2 separate regions of the Canis lupus genome follow, and region 1 is linked to region 2. Evidence: chromatin contacts called from public Hi-C data. All regions are on one chromosome and are shown on one strand. Each heading gives the region's core, a stretch centred on a gene start, on an enhancer-like site or on the middle of the called end of the contact. The rest is flanking DNA. Distances are from core to core; before and after follow the strand shown. Region 1 overlaps SERGEF (secretion-regulating guanine nucleotide exchange factor). Region 2 holds the start of MYOD1 (myoblast determination protein 1).

The links. A called contact is a pair of places that touch in the nucleus more often than the background predicts.
Region 1: a Hi-C map of skin fibroblasts shows a contact between it and region 2, with 3 times the contacts expected there. The contact joins the enhancer-like site here to the promoter of MYOD1 in region 2. A contact is called at or near these places in 3 of 9 Hi-C or Micro-C datasets (amygdala, liver and skin fibroblasts).

Annotation. Positions count from the first base shown.
Region 1 is chr21:41,169,414-41,172,133 of UU_Cfam_GSD_1.0, reverse strand. The region is part of intron 8 of SERGEF (secretion-regulating guanine nucleotide exchange factor); the gene reads left to right. Among named protein-coding and RNA genes, the nearest start is that of SERGEF, 34 kb to the left of the region's middle. Within about 2 kb of position 1,368, at least 4 of the 20 cell types and tissues checked have an H3K27ac peak or open chromatin away from gene starts, as enhancers often do.
Region 2 is chr21:40,920,112-40,922,811 of UU_Cfam_GSD_1.0, reverse strand. It overlaps MYOD1 (myoblast determination protein 1), which reads right to left and starts at 1,367. Exons shown (of 3, transcript XM_038568190.1): 1 at 519-1,367; 2 at 1-40. The coding sequence starts at 1,148.

The DNA.
Region 1 (2,720 bases), core at 119-2,618, 250 kb before region 2:
ATTTAAAGCCACGCAGTGTGTTTTCTCAGGGTCTGCACTATAGGGTTTGGGAGAAGCTGCAGACAGAGCCCAGAGTGTGGTCAGCGGAGTCCACAAAATGTGGACAGTTCCCACAATTGTGTAGGAATTTGAGAGGTCTGCCTGGATGTGCCTTGACTGAGCTGCTCTGGCCAGGCGCTGGAGATAGAGAAGAAACGACATACCTCTACCCCGAGGTGCTCGTGTCTGGTGGGAGAAGCTCATGCAGACTCATGGTGCTACCCCAGCGTGCCTTCCTCATCCGCAGGTGGCATGCGTGGCCTGGGATCTGCGCTGGGTGGTGACTCGGAGGCTGGCCTACAGAAGGCCTGCAGGTGTCCTCATGACTGGTGCCCTCTGAGGTTAGGCGATGGATACCTCGGGCACCTCCAGTTTGTCATTTCCCTGTGCATTTCTTCAAGCAGCGCTCATATGTTCCCGTGTCCTGCCTTAGCGTTGCTTGAAGTTTGCAAGGAATCCTGACAGTTTGTTTCCCACTGTCAAAAGGCTTTGTTTCCTTGGTCCCGGGCTGACTTTATTTTTGGTTTGCAGGGTGCCCATCAGCATTGTGGTAAAGTGGAACTGTGGGCTGGTCCGGGAGCCAGGCAGCTGTGACATCTTGGATAGCTCCTTCCTCTCTTTGGGCAGCGAGGTCAGGCTCTCAGCTGCGGTGGTGTCATCTCTGCTAGAGAGATGAAGTGCTGGCATTATTTTTGGTTTATATGTTTGGCAATGAATACCCATCGATCTGTGGTCCATGGAAGTGTGGTGGGTGTGTCCCGCTGAAGCAGAAGCAAGATTTCATGCTCTGAAGTAGGATTGTTCAAATAAGCCACTTGCAGAGGGGCCTGGGCAGAGCCAAGTGCGGCTAGGCCTGGAGGGCCACCAGATGGCAGCAGTAGGCAGGCAGACAGCCTTGGGGTGCGATGAGTAGGGCCAGCATCCAGAGTCAGAATTAGCAAGGTCAGAGCTGGAAGGACCCCTAGAGGTCACCCAGGCCCTCTATTTATGGATGGGAGAACTCAGGCCCAGGGAAGGAAGAGGTTACCTAAGGTCTTGCTGTGAGTTAATACCGATTGTCTCCTTGCTCAAGAGAAGAACTGAGATCGTTTTTGGCCTCTAGCTGGCTGCCCCCCAGGAGAGCCAGGAGACAAGGGCCCGGGCCCTGGGCCAGTGAGCCAGAGGTGAGGAGGGAAGAGGACAGCATTTGAGTGTCCGCCTGGATCCTGGTTTCTTTGAGCATCTGGTCCTAATGATTTTCACCCTTGCACCTGCAGTAAGGGCACTGCCCGGTGTCTTTTCTGCTCCCGCCTGTCTGCGCAGCTCTCCTCTGGGTCAGGGCCCTCTCATGAGGCTGGGCCATCATGGGATCTTCCTCAACGGTCATCTCACAGCCACCACACCCAACAGACAGGGCCGGCCCATGGCCTTATACTGCAGTAAGACATGAGTTAGTTGGTCGGACAAAAAGGGTGCTCATGCAGGGCAGGGAACCAGTCTTTGCCAAGCACCTACCCTAGATGCACTGTCAGATGCTGCCACTTAGATACTCCTTATAGCTTCACTTCCTTTGCATCCCGAGTGAGGAAATTAAGGCTCAGAGAGGCTGAGTGGCGTATCCAAAGTAACACAGCTAGTTAAGCAGAGCAAACGCTCGGACCATGCTCTGTTTGATGTCTGAGGTCATACGCCTTTTGTTCCATCATGCTACCTCCCCTCGACGCGACTGTGCTGGAGATGTGGCAGGTGACTCTCAGGCTGCAGAGCAGGGAGGAGCAAATACCATTCTCTCTTCCTGGGAGTGTGTGTGGGGGGTAGGCTGCTGGGGAGGAGGCCTTAGAAGCAGTGCAGGGTGGGGTGGGGAGCAGTCGGGGGAGGTTCGGGTGGCAGCTGGCCAGGGGACATCGCGTACCTCTGCTCTCTGTGCTCCGGCACTACCCTGTGCCCCACGAAGCTGTGGCCACGCTTGGGTGCTTTCTGCCCACTGTCACCTCACGTAGAGGCCCTCGCTGTCTCCCCACATGAAAATAGCCACCGCCACCCTCTCAGCATGCTCTTCTCCCTGCCCGGCTTTATTTTTCACGATAGCAGTTGTCACTGCCTGAAACCATGGTATCTCTGTTTGTTTACTTAGCTGTTGTCACTGTCTCCTCAGCAGACGAGAGCCCTACCAAGTGAGAGACTTGTTCTGTTTTATTCACCTCTGCATCTCCCTGGGCACGGAGGAGAGGCTCGGAGAGCGTGAATGGCAGGGAGTGGCTGCAGCTTTGGGACGTGGAGGCCGTGCTGTGCCCGTGGCTGTGCTCAGGAGACCCAGCCTGTGGCCCTGCTGCTCCCCGCCTTCTCGAGGGGCCCGGAGCAGGGAGCCTTGGCTCCCCGAGCCTGACAGCGAAGCCCAGTGCCACGTGGCTCTAGGGCCGGCTTTGACCCCGTGGGTCCATGGGGCTTCACCGTGGGTCCTCGGTTTCCCCATCTGTCCTCAGTGGGTGGAAACACCAGCCACGCTGCAAGCTCACCAGATGGTCTGGGGAAGGGCCCAGTGGTCCCCGGCGGGGGGCTCGGATCCCATTCAAGGAATCCTTCTCCTCTTTCCTGGTGGGGATTGATGTGTTCCAGGAGCTCTCTAAAAGTGAGCAGTAATTTCACCATAATTTTTAGGTTCTTGACAGATGGCACTGTGCTTGCCCTTTCTCGGGGGACCT
Region 2 (2,700 bases), core at 118-2,617:
TCCGCCGCCGGGCACCGCTCGGGGGGCCGCTGTAGTCCATCTGCAAACGGCAAGGGCAAGGGCGACCGAGTCAGGCTCGGGGACCGCGGGGGGCCAGAGCATCACTCTCTGTAACCACCTGCCCCAACTCCCCATGTCTCCGCCACGAGATCTGGGCCCTGGCTGGGGGACAGGGGCGGACGGAGATTGTCTGCAATCTCCCGGGCCAACCAGCGCGTGGACAGTCGCCTAGGAGCATAAGTCTATTTTGTAAATAGGGATGAGTGCAGAAAAGCACAACTCCAGGTCGCTGCAGCAGAGCTCTAACAGCGCCCCCGGCCGGGTGGATCGCATTTGTCCCGTGCGCCCCCAGAGCATCAGGCCACCCCGGTGACGGCTGCTCAGGACACCAGGGTCCACTCCCCAGAAGGTTCCCGGCCCAAACCTCCCTCTGGAGGGCCAACTCCCCGCCTTGTGCAACGCGTCCCAGATACAGCAAGAGCTGCCCTCACTTCTCTAGCTCGGGGTCCTGGCCTTACCATGCCGTCGGAGCAGTTGGAGCGCGGGCTGGACGCGTCGGAGTCGCCGCTGTAGTGTTCGCCGCCACGGCCTGGGGGCAGCGGGCCAGGCGCGTAGAAGGCAGCGGCGGCACCAGGGGGCGCGGCGTCCTGGTCGCGCAGCAGCGCCTGCAGACCTTCGATGTAGCGAATCGCGTTGCGCAGGATCTCCACCTTGGGCAGCCGCTGGTTCGGGTTGCTGGACGTGCAGCGCTTGAGCGTCTCGAAAGCCTCGTTGACTTTGCTCAGGCGGCGCCGCTCGCGCATGGTGGCGGCCTTGCGGCGGTCGGCGTTGGTGGTCTTGCGCTTGCACGCTTTGCAGGCCCACAGCAGACAGCGGCCGGCCTGGTGGTGCCCGCTGGGAGCGCGCACATGCTCGTCCTCGCGCGCGCCTGGCGCAGGGTGCACGGCCGCAGGGAAGTGCGAGTGCTCCTCGGGCTTCAGGAGCGCGCCCACGTGCACGAGGCGCGGGTCCAGGTCCTCGAAGAAACGCAGGTCGGGGGAGTCGAAACACGGGTCATCGTAGAAATCATCCGCCGAGGCGAAGTTGCAGAGGGAGCCGTCGGGGCCGCTCAAGTCTACGTCGCGGAGCGGCGGCGACAGCAGCTCCATATCCCGGCAGGGGGTGGCGCAGTCCCGGCTTCGCCAGGGGTTGCCCCAAACTTTCTGCCTCTCCGCAGCCCTGGCCGTGCGATGGTAAAGTACGGGGTCGTCTGAATGGACACCCGACTTTCCCCCCCTCCGCCGGGTCCTGTCGGGCCTGATGCGCCGGTGAGGAAAGCGGCTGCAGCGCCCCGGGGCTTCCCCACCCCTAGCCTCACGCCAGGCGCCCGGGGCTATTTATCCCGTAGTAGCTAAAGGGCCCCAGAGCGGGAGCGGGCGGCTGGGGGCGGGGGCGCCCGAGGCCAATAGAAACGGGGTGGGGAGGAGCTTGGGATCCCCAGGGTGGCCGCTGGGGCAGGAGACTGGCCAGCCCCCTAGCCCTCGACCCCCGCGCGCGCGCTCCCGCCCCTCCCCGGGCTGGGAGCGAGGCAGAGGCTGGCAGCCCCACGCGGCTGCACTCGGCTCGCGGGCGCGCTCGCTCCAAACCTCCCCGCGCCGTCCGCGTCCGGCGCCCTCGGAAAATGTTGGCCGCGCGCGCCCAGCTCCAAGCTGACTTTGGGCTTCCCTCTGTCCTAGGATTTGTGGGGGACCCAGGTGCAGGGGATGAGTAGAACAGATCGCGAGGGATTTGGAGAGAGACCCGTGGCAGTGGGGCAGAGACACACTCAGAGCGGAGATAGTGAGACAGTGAGAGATACGGCCAAGAGATAGAGACCGAGCAGAAAGCTAGAGGCAGAAGCAGAGAAACCTGCGGCGAGACATAGAGTCCTGGGGGCGAACCGGAATCCCTGGGTGGCGCAGCGGTTTGGCGCCTGCCTTTGGCCCAGGGCGGGATCCTGTAGACCCGGGATCGAATCCCACGTCGGGCTCCCGGTGCATGGAGCCTGCTTCTCCCTCTGCCTGTGTCTCTGCCTCTCTCTCTGTGTGTGTGTGTGACTATCATAAATAAAAAAAAGGGGGGGGCGAACCTGAGATAAACTGGATGCGGCGGCCGGTCCTCGGCCAGTTCCCACCTGGGGAGTCGCTCAGAGGGCGGAGGGCCCAGCCCACCTTCCCCGCCCGCCCGCCTAGGAACAGAGCCGCATGGTGCAGAAGAGGAGGATGGCTGCTGACCCTTGGCGCCAATCTCGCCAAGCCCAGGTCCTGCCCCAGGCTGGAGGCAGGGAAGTGCACTCCTGCCCAGCTCGACCTGTGTGTTTCCGCAGCGGAGTGTCCAGTGCGGGGCTGGGTGGAGATGTGTCTTCAACTGGGAAGAAAACTGTCTGCTCCGGTTTTGCCTCCTTGTTGCGTGCAGCGCTGCACCAGCGAAGTTCACTGCGCAAAGGCCTGGAGCGTCGGGACTCAGCCTGGGAACCCCACATCAGAGTGGAATCTTTGAGAGTAGAGCTTGCAGACCAATGACCTAAGTCCGAATCTGGATCCCACAGTTTTCCTGTGTGATTTTTGCGGAAGTCACATCGCCTTCCAAGCCTCCCGTTTCCCCAGTTTGTAAATTTGGAGATAATAAGAGCGATTTCTTGGAGCGATTGTGGTGGTGGTGAGAATCTAAAGACACCAAAAG